2 separate regions of the Anas platyrhynchos genome follow, and region 1 is linked to region 2. The links are chromatin contacts, called in public Hi-C maps. All regions are on one chromosome and are shown on one strand. The core of a region is the stretch at or near the end of the contact, and the rest is flanking DNA. Distances in the headings are between cores, read along the strand shown.

Region 1 (5,495 bases), core at 2,742-5,241, 260 kb after region 2:
CATGAAAAAAATAAAATAAAAAATAAAAATTAAAAAATCCTCAGTTTCCAGATCTCTCTTTCTATCTGAACCCTGACACACTGGGGCTCTTCCTTTACCTCAAAGTAATCGCCATAGGAATTTTTGCTCTTTTCTTCTTTAATATTACTTTCCATTCTTCTTAGTCTTTGATAAACAATGGCTGCTTAGTTATTTGTTACAACATGTACTGCTGGCCCTGCACATTAGTCCTCTCTGCGGAAACTGACTTGATCATTTGACATTTGATTTTTCGAGGTCCCTTCCAATTGCAAACATTTTGTGATTCCGTGACCATCACAGAGCAGCCTTACAGAGTGTGTGCGCTTTGGATTTACAGGAAAGCAGGGAACCAGTACCAGAAAGCAATGGGAGTGAGCAAGTTCCTTCCTACCATGTAATTGTATTACTTTTTGGTGTAGACATGATTAGTGTCTAGAAAGTGGTGTGATTAGCATTTTTTCCCTTAAATGCTGCTATAAAATGATATAATTGGCTAAAAATTCTTTGTGCTAAATCTGGTACGCCTTTTTCCCATGTAGAAGTCCAGCAGAAGAGCCGGACACCTGCATCTATTTCTTGCATACAGCCCACTTCCCTACTGTGGAGATATATCCTGTTCTAGCTTCTGGGCTGGGTTACTCATGCTACCTTCTAGCAGCACTTTATATGTGAGCGCTGGCTGTGAATCACTTCAGAGGAGCCATCAGCACACAGTTGTAGCTGTTCAGAGCAGTTACCATCACAGGGTCACTCGTTTGTGTTTGTGATGTCTCTCAGCCAAGAGTGTCAGGTTGCAGGGGAATGTGTTGGCTGGGACGTCTACTGTAGCTCAAGCTCTTGCCAAGGAAACCTGAATAAACCTTATAAAAATATTCTCCCCCTTCCTATTTATCTTAGATTTTTGAAGTTATAACTATTTAATTTATCAGACTTGATTTATTGAAGTATTTACCTTGGATGCTGTTGTACTTGATGGTTTTGAGCAAAGAAATGACTAATTCATAATGACAGTTGGGATGAAAAAAATCGCAGCACCAGGAATTAAACTAAACAAACTCTTGATTTATTTATATTTTTAGCTACAAGCAAAAGCTTGAAGCTGAGTAATAGAGTGCTAGCTGCAATTTAAAAAAAAAAAAAAAAAAAAAAAAAAGCAATACAGAAAGGAACCAAAGCAAGAGAAAATTCCATAAATATAAGGAAAAACATACCCATCTGCTCTATCCAAAAGCTTTGGAGGAGAAAAGGGAGAAGAGATTGAAATGGCTATTGAATAACACTCATTTGATGACTCCTGAGTATTTCTTTACATAAAAAGCATGCAAGTGTGAGGCCATCTCAGTTCAAGTTTCCTTACTTCTTCTCCAACAGTGCCTCCTGCTAGAAGCCTCCTGCCATGCAGCAAGCACCGCTGCTGGCTGCGTGCCTGTACTGCTTTAACTTAGTGAAGCTTCTTGCTATGAAAAGAAGCCTACTGGAAAGCTATGGAGAGAGACCAGAAAAGGAGATGTGGGGATTGTTAATACATTTCTGTGTAGCAGTGTAAAACCCATGACTTCAAGGACTACTGAGCTGGAAAGTCAAAAATAGCACTCTTGAAACTGTGACTCTCACAAAACACTGTCAGAAAACTATTCCTGCTAGATGGAAAAGTTGAGAACAAAATATCTAGTTTGAGGCTATTTCTTTTGTACCTGTTCTAAGATGAACTTTCACAATAAAATCTCACCTGGTATTCACTTGGGATGCAGAGGTGCAGATGTAGCACACAGAGTAGAAATGGGTCTTGAATGAAAATACATGAACCTCCTATCTGTAAGTATATGAATTCAGCTAACTTGTTTTTCTCACATCTCTATATGCTTAACTCAACTTTAAATTCTACATAGATAATCATAAACTTTATATCAATAAAGATTCAAGTTTTAGCGTAAATATTTGGTTAGCACTTAGCCAGCATTATTGGTTTTACAGGGCTCAGTAGCTGTCCTATCAGCTAAAAATGAAAGATCTAAAATCTCGGCGATCTTCAGAAATGCTAAAGCAGAGCCCATGGAATCCTGCACCATGATATGACAGCTGTGCTGACATCTCCTACCTTACCAATTGCAGGTTGGTATCAGAGGCTGAGCCACAGGCCCCAACAAATGGCATGCTATGACAAGTAATCAACCTCTGTAACATCTAGCCAAGTGGCATATGAACTTCATACAGTCAGCGATTCCAAAGCAGCATAAGACCTTTAGAAGAGATGTAACATAAACTTTTTTCTTGACACAAGCCAGGAAGCCTGTGGCATTAAGGTAAGGAGCGCTGCCTAGACTTGCTGTGCCTTAAGGGCTGCCTGTACCTGGCCACGCTCGTGGCTGATCCTGACTCACCCACGTCTCCTTGGCCTCACAGCTGCTTCGTTGCTTTGCGCTTGCATGGCGAGCAGTGGTCCACTGTCTGATGCTGGTTGGTGTCACCAGCCCTGCCCTGCTCACTGTGCCCGTGATGCAATCCCTTCCCTGTCTGCCTTGCTTCACTCTTGATCCAGGCTCTGCTTCCCTGGCAGGGCTGCCAGCTCTTGATGCTCCCTGGCACCTTGCACTGATGACATCCATGCCAGAAAGGAGCAGGGAGGACAGAGATGTGGACGGAGATGGAAGTGGAGAGGCTGTGGCAGAAAACAGATATCTCTTCAAGTCAATGAAATATTTGATATAACAAAGAATGAGAAAACCTATACAATTGATATTCAGGTATGAAGAGGCCACCATTCAGTAACTCAAGCAAGAGCTACCAAAGGAAAAGGCAGAGACTGACTAATTGGACTGAGGAGGCAAGAATGGGGCTGTCTGCTGGAAAGGGGGCTGCAAATTTTGCCTGCCTGCCATGTCCACAGAAAAAGTATTTCCATTGTGGTTGGAGCATGGGCAAGGCATGATTTGGTAGTGGAAATTGCTTGCTCTCTTGGGAAGGAGACAGAACTTATGGAATAATTTTTAATGCCATTTAAGAAATTGAATTTCTGTTCTGTGGGAATTTTATTTATGCTAAATCAATACATAAAGTCAGAATTTCATTTTACTGATGAATAGGAATTATATTGAAAATCAGCATAGACAAAGGAAACACTTTTAAAGATGCTGAACTGTTGTAGTCCTGAAGTGGTTTTAACGACAAAATGACATAACATTAAAATATGACATTTAAATATTTCATAAAAGACAAATAATTCAGTGCCAAAATTATAACAAGATACGGTCGTTCTCAAAATGACATTAACATAAGTAAAATAGGCTGAAAAATGATTCATTTCTTTCTTCTTTTTTTTTTAAACTTCAAAACTAACACTTGCCAAATTTCTGCATTTGGCAAGAACTTCATTTTTGAGTGAAAACTTACTATTGTCCTTTTTTTTAAAAAAAAAAAAAACACATATTTCTCTGAAGTTGAAAAATATGAGTGATGACTTCTATTTCAACAAGGGAGCTGACAAATGATTTCTTGGTAGACTGTGATGCTACCACTGATTTATTCTGTATGTATGCAGTCTGCTGTACCTCACATGTAGTTTATTTTTTGCAGTCATTTTTGAGAACCACTATTATAAAGTCTATCAGCCCCACAATCCAATATTGACTCCATGTTGTATTGCCTTACAAAAAAGTTAGCACAGGCACACTACTTTATTCCATTTTTTCTTTTCTTTTTCAGCCCAAGAAGCTTCGAAAAACCATCAGTTTTAAGTTGGGAATGTTATCTCACTGATACAGCAAAGAATTATGTTCACAACCAAATTATCGAGGCTAAGCATGGAGGGTTTGGCTACAACATGCACTCCAAACCAGAGCTTTGTCTTACACAGACACAATCTATGCATTTGTATAAACAAATGCTATCTTCGTTACCTCAAATGGCTCCATGCTACTGAGATGGAGCAAGCTGAACGCAGCGCAGAGCTCTGAACAGAGGTGTTTGAAGAATTTCAGCACAGCCTGGCGGGTAAACTGAGAAAATGCAGCAGGGCCACTAAGGGAATGTGGGCACACTCTGCATGGCCAGGATCTCAGCTAACTGTCAGGCAAGGTCAGGCTAGCACGAGGTTTGCCCTCCAAAACCAAAACTGTGATACTGAGTGCTAAAATTGGTCCAAAGTAAATTTCCTGTTTCTGTTTTGCCTCTGTGTTGTACAGCCACACTTGTGGGTTCAAAACACAACCTGGCTGTAAATAGTTACACGCCTTTTCCTTTGAAAAAGGTTTATTATTTTAATTTCACAAATTCAGTAATGTTATGTATTGCTGATGGTGAAAATACTGAGTCTGAGGACTTAGCTATTTGATAACCCCCCTTTTCACTAAGGTTGAAAAAGACTGTAAGACTTATTTACAGTAACTTACTGTATTACTGTAGAATTCCTTTTTGTCCCTAGCAAGGAGATATTTTAAATTAAATTTCTTTAATAATGTTGCAGTTGTCATCTTCCTTTCATTTGCATTGAAAAGAAAGATCAACTAATAAAACTTTTGTATAAAACTTTTCATTTATACCTTGCTATACGTTTATGATGTACTGGGTTCCATTCTTCCTCTGAAGCCTTACATTTTTCTGACCACCACAGCCTGGACCAGTCCCAGGCTCAGTGGCCTGGACATTTTTATGTCGTATAACATTCATCTCAAGAATCACGATATGGCTGATACTCATAACATACTCTTTCTGCAAAAGATATTAATATTACTACCTGGTTCATTACAGAGTGCAAGAAAGTTATAAAAATATAAACAAAAGAGAAAAAACACAAGGTTCATCCCCAGCTATAGTTACCTGACCAAGAAAGAACTTGTGAAGGCTCTGAGACCCTTCCTCTCTCCACATCTTCCTACACCTGGCTCCACCAACACGTCATCATTCTTCCACTTTTCTACTGGTTTCTATCCAGTAAATTGTGGCAGAAATCCAATCCCTTTGGTCACATTAAACCTTGATTAACTGAATTGGTCTCCCAGATTACCTGTTGCTTAACTCACCCATTGCTTAGCTATTTCTATCCTGGATTTCAGATTATAAAATACTTGTGAACAACAGCTGACTCTTAGCTTGAGGCTGTGGTTACCTGTCATTTTTCAGTTTAACTCTACTTGAGAAAGTCAACAAAGTTTTGTATCTTACTTTGCACGTTAGTTTCTCAGCTTCTAGGCTATGCCAAGTATCCAGCCTGCTTACAATGTTGTTCTTGCCTTAACAAAACAGTTTCTTAGCAGATTATTAGCTTGGGCTTTGTGCCTCACCTGTGATGTGCTTCGCTGTGTTCCTGGGAGACAAAAATACAACCACAGATCACCCACATGAATACAGAGCATCCCAGCATAATGGCACTCTTCTACAGATTCTGTCACCACCTTTTGGATTTTTGAAACTCAAATGACAATAGAAAAGGAAAAAAAAAAAAAGGCACCCTGATGTATACATAGCAAGTTCCTAGA
Region 2 (4,905 bases), core at 1,968-4,467:
CTGCTCACCCAGAAATCACCACAACTCCCCTCATACAGAACCAAGGATGAGGACAGGATGAGGCAGAAAAAGCTAACTGACACACGGGAGGGAAAAGAAGTTTGGGAAGCATGAAGACAGGTTAATTGCCAATTTTCCAATATTGCAGCAATTCTCCTGATGCATCTGTGCAGGGCTGAGCACAAAGTTTTTGATGTCAGGTAAGGCTTGTGTCAATATTAGAGTATAAAGTATAAATGAAAGACCAGTAAAACTTTGCATAAGAAATCAAAATACTGTAAGTTAAATAAAATATCTAGAAAATCTTTGAGAGAATTCATTGTTGAGACAATGAAGGATAGCTTTAAAATAGCTTGGAAAGAAATAACGAGCTTTGCAAACAAGAAAAAAACAAACAACAAACAAACAAACAAAAAAGCCGTAAATCACAAAGTAACCAAAGGATTTTACTTACTAAAGCAACTTTTGCACTCTAAGCTATTTAGCTATTATCACCTAAATGGATGAAATATCTCCTGCTACCTGTTGGCTATCACCAGGCACCATGTTCTGATATACAATTATTGAACAGTATATCAAGAAAGTTTAATGAGTGAGAAAAAAACTCCAAGAGAAGGTGGAACATTTCAAATTGTATCCAGAAATCTGTAGAATAATTTTGCATGTAAATTAGTTTCTTACTAATGTATTGCAGTAACCAGCATTCAGCACAGATTGTGGTCTTTGGAGGGTTCAACCTGACTGGACACAGCCATGAGCAACCTGACGCAATGAGACCCCCTTTGAGCAGGTGTTGGCCCAGATAACCTCCAGAGGTCCCGTGCAGCCTAAATTATTCCATGATTCTAAAACTGACCTAAAGATATCAGATTTTTTCCCTTAGAGATATTATTAAGTTAAAAATAACGGAAATGCAGCTTTATTTATTAGTTACTTCAACGTTGGAATTATGTATTTACTATGAATAACTGTTTACAAATTATATCTTTGTAATCCATAAATGGTTACTACTACTGCACAATGGGTGCTAATGGTGTAATCCCAATTAGACAATAAGAAATAATTTGCTAAAACTCTAAAATGCTGCCTTGAAACTTAGACCAATATCTTAATTATTCCACGCTGAAAATGTAAAATGACAATTGTTAATGAGAAAAACTTCTCCACAAAGTTGTAATAGCAACTGTAAAACACTTGCTAAGAGATAGACCACATTTAGGAAAGCCAAATCTAGTTGATCTTACATTCTCAATTCCAAATATCCTCTGTGGTAACTACATTTCATTTAGGAAAATAAGACTACAGGAAGTACACACATGGCAGGTAGTTTGGCATCTGCCACTTCCAGATTTCTCAGACATCTAGCAGCCAAGAAAATGTTCCAGCATTTAATTAATTTCAGATAGCTGATCCCGTATAATCTTTACTCTTGATGAAGTCTTTAGATGAAATATCTGGATGGTGTTCCAGTAGGGCACGAAATAAACCTCTTATAATAGAATCCCTCATCTTCTCCTAATTTTTCCCTTGTGCAAAATAACTACAAATTCTGAAATCACGTCAGGGAGCTTTGATAATGTTTCTCATAAACTGTTAAGAAAACTCATTCCAGAAAAGCACAGCATTGTTTATTGCCTTCTTTGGTATCTCCAATAGATAGAACTCCTCCCCCCCACTGCCTTTTTTTTTTTTTTTTTTTCTTTTCTCCTCCTTTTCAAGTAGCCTTGCAAAGACACTGAAAAGACACTGAAAATATTGGGACACCTCCTTGTCTGTCAGAGATGCAAGGAAGCTGCAGTTGGATAGATCAGAGCCTGAGAGCTCTACAAGGGACTTTTTCAGGCTCAATTGTGCTGAATGTAATTAACCCATCTGGAATATTTGAGGATATCATTTCATCTTTAAATTGAAATTTTTGCACATAAAACAGTCCTGAAAATTGTGAAAATTTACAGATAGATTACAGTGAGCTCTGCAAAAGGCAGCAACTTTTCAGGCAATCTTTGAAGTCTGCTCCAAGTCAGCCAAATGCCCCAGATATGCTGAGCTCCGTAGTCTTTCAGCAGGTTATTGCTTCTAGTCCCGTGTATCATTATGTAAGGTGGGATTCACTATTGAATTTAATTCCATTTAAATCTGGACCACTTTGGAGAATTAATAATTCTGGAACTAAATATAAATGTTTCTCATATTGAGTACTCTGATAGCACGTGCACTTACTTTAGTAGAAACCTGTGATCCCGGGAATCCTTTCACTTTAAGCTTGAGTTTGCCTGTCAATGAAGGTGACTGAGGTCAGCTGGCTTAAAATGACTAATCTACAATCTACACTTCCTGAAGGGATAAGTAAATCCAAAGAGAGAGTCTCATAAATTCTTAGAGAGATCTTGGTATCATAAAAATAGATATAACAACACTCAAAATTTGTCCTCTGTCTTGACACAAAGGAATCACAATCAGTTTTGGTGAAGTTCCTCAACAGGAGATACTTCTTAATGTGCTTTTGAGCAGCCTGCACCCTCCTTTTCTCATGACAACCTTTCATTGATCCTTCTGCCAGCTTCCATTGATAGTGAGGTACCACAGCTGGGCTATAGCACATGCGAAATAATAGATGTGGGAGAGAAAAAGAGCAAGGTGTGTTTCCATGCTTCCCCGTCTACTTCACTGCATCTCCTCCTTTACATCATCACTTGTGAAGATGCTTCTGCAGAACTGCCCTGGGGGGATGCCGGGCACAGGCAAGTATTTTTATAGAAAAATCCCAACATTTGAATAGGATTCACTAAAAGCTTCTCTAGGAGCTAATGTATTTAGGAATTAATCTTGGTATACTTTTTTTTTTTTTTTTTTTTTTTTTGATCTAGCTATTAAAGAAGAGTAATCAAGAGTAATATTCGCTATTGCATTCTACAGAGTCTTTGCTTGAACTTGTCCTGTTCTGCTTCCTGCCCATCATAATCACATCGTTTCTCCTGCAACCTGAGCCCTTCTCAGTTCTGGAAACTGGTTGAGATTCACCCAATACTGCTTCCCAACAGAAAGCGATTTCCTGTCTCAAATGACTAAACTGTTGCATTTAGAAGAGAAGGAATTTAATTTCACTGTCATCCTCTGAGCTAACAAGATGATTCATTGGTTTGCATACGTACTGAAGGCTGCCAGTGAGGAGCATGCTTTGGTAAGGGGCACTAAAAAGGGTGATGATTTCATTTGGCAGCACCTAGTAGTGACTGTTTACACTGGCACTTACCCATTTAGGCAGCTATGTAGACTAGGCAACTTAAGAAACAGGCATGAAATTATTACCTCAAATTGTCTTCAAAGACTTGTCTTGATTTATGATTGTCTTAGAATACATAAACACATTTTACCACAATGACTTTACCCGTTTCAAGGAATACCCAATACACAAGGGATTTTTTCCCTTCGTATGGCTGTAAAAACAAAACCACTGTGGCTCTTGCCAAACTTGCTCAAAGTTTACATGGATTTGGTTGGACAAATGTGGTGGAAAACTATATCCAATGTTTTGAGTCCTGGCCCATTCACCTCCTTATATCTCAGTAGTGCCTCTTCCAAATTTTAATGCAGATTTCTGACTGAAGTTTGTTTTTGTTTGAATTACAACATTTAAAAATTAGACTATATGAAATAGGATGTCATTTTGGCTCTGTAAAATGCAGCTCTTCCTGATTTTTCTTTTTTTTTTTCCTAATTGGAAACAGTAGCCAGTGATTTCTGCTCTGCTTTTCTTGGATGATGCTCTTTTAGGGTTATCCATTACCTGTAGGCGCAGTTGTTCCTCACATACTATTGAAATAGATCATCCCGTGATGGAGGTGGGGGTGATGCAATGTTATACTCACGGCATCTGGTAGAATGGCAAAAAAACATGGGATGCATCCTGTCCAACTACCAACTGCGCTAAATTTCTGTGTGTCGAGTACCTGACTGAAATCACTGGGGTGCTGTGCTGGACTTTGTGGTGGATTGTGATGTGTGTTATTTTCAAGAACTATACAGTAACGGAGAAATTCATGCTTCCCCTTAAGTCTCAGAGTGATACAGGAGAAGGGAAAATAACTTTTCCCAGCAATTAAAACATACATTTAAAGATCATGTCATTGTGCGTGTTTATAAACAAGCACAATTTCAGTTGTTGTTTGTTTGTTTGTTTTTCAGTGTCTCTGGAAACAATCGCAACATAAATAATTGGAAGGAAAGATTGCAGACAGGAAGCCAGGACGTTTGCTCGGTTGTTTTTGGCACTCCTGATTCTTCAGTGTGGGCTTCCCGGCCAGGTGGTAGGTGCGGGGCGGTGTCAGCAGTGTCACCGGCTGCTCCCGGCCCCAGGACCGGAGCCGAGGCCGGGCTGCGGCAGCCGCCGGCGGAGCGGAGCCCCCGGGGCAGCAGCGGGCGCGCTCGGCCCGCCCCGAGCCCAGCAGAGGGCGCTGCAACACCACGCCTGCTGCCGCCAGCTGGGGGTCAGTATTTGTCATTATTTTTAGTCAAAGGACTATCATATTTAGTCAAATATCGCCGTTCTTGCATTTTTCACACAGTTGTGGCTGAAGATGGACTGTCCAAAAAGACTGTCAAAGAAAAAGGCTCGGCATTTCAGCAGTTTAAATCTTTTTTGTGCCTTTCCTCTCAATTTTTTTCCCCCTCCAGCTGAGAACTTTTCTCTTGCTCAACTTCAGGGCCGCACTGGGCAGAAGGCGTAAGCAGCTGTCACACAGGCTATGAGGGGCACGCATTATCCAGCTCCTTCTACATGTATTTTCTGTGTCATGCCCAAAGCTTGGAACCTAGCACAGGTATTTCTAAAACCTCTTCCTGCAATATCTCCACCCGCAGAGAGGAAAGTAAATTGCTTTTATTACCTGGTGATTCTTCCTCTGT

The links. A called contact is a pair of places that touch in the nucleus more often than the background predicts.
Region 1: a Hi-C map of F1 follicle shows a contact between it and region 2, with 5 times the contacts expected there. The contact joins two enhancer-like sites. A contact is called at or near these places in 5 of 8 Hi-C or Micro-C datasets (F1 follicle, liver, skeletal muscle and 1 more).

What each region holds. Positions count from the first base shown.
Region 1 is chr8:13,911,075-13,916,569 of IASCAAS_PekinDuck_T2T, forward strand. No RefSeq gene overlaps it. Among named protein-coding and RNA genes, the nearest start is that of PTPRC, 68 kb to the right of the region's middle. Within about 2 kb of position 3,992, at least 1 of the 8 cell types and tissues checked has an H3K27ac peak or open chromatin away from gene starts, as enhancers often do.
Region 2 is chr8:13,652,239-13,657,143 of IASCAAS_PekinDuck_T2T, forward strand. LOC140003133 (a long non-coding RNA gene) reads left to right here. Exons shown (of 14, transcript XR_011811147.1): 12 at 2,561-2,741; 13 at 2,868-3,181; 14 at 4,186-4,905. Among named protein-coding and RNA genes, the nearest start is that of NR5A2, 110 kb to the left of the region's middle. Within about 2 kb of position 3,218, at least 2 of the 8 cell types and tissues checked have an H3K27ac peak or open chromatin away from gene starts, as enhancers often do.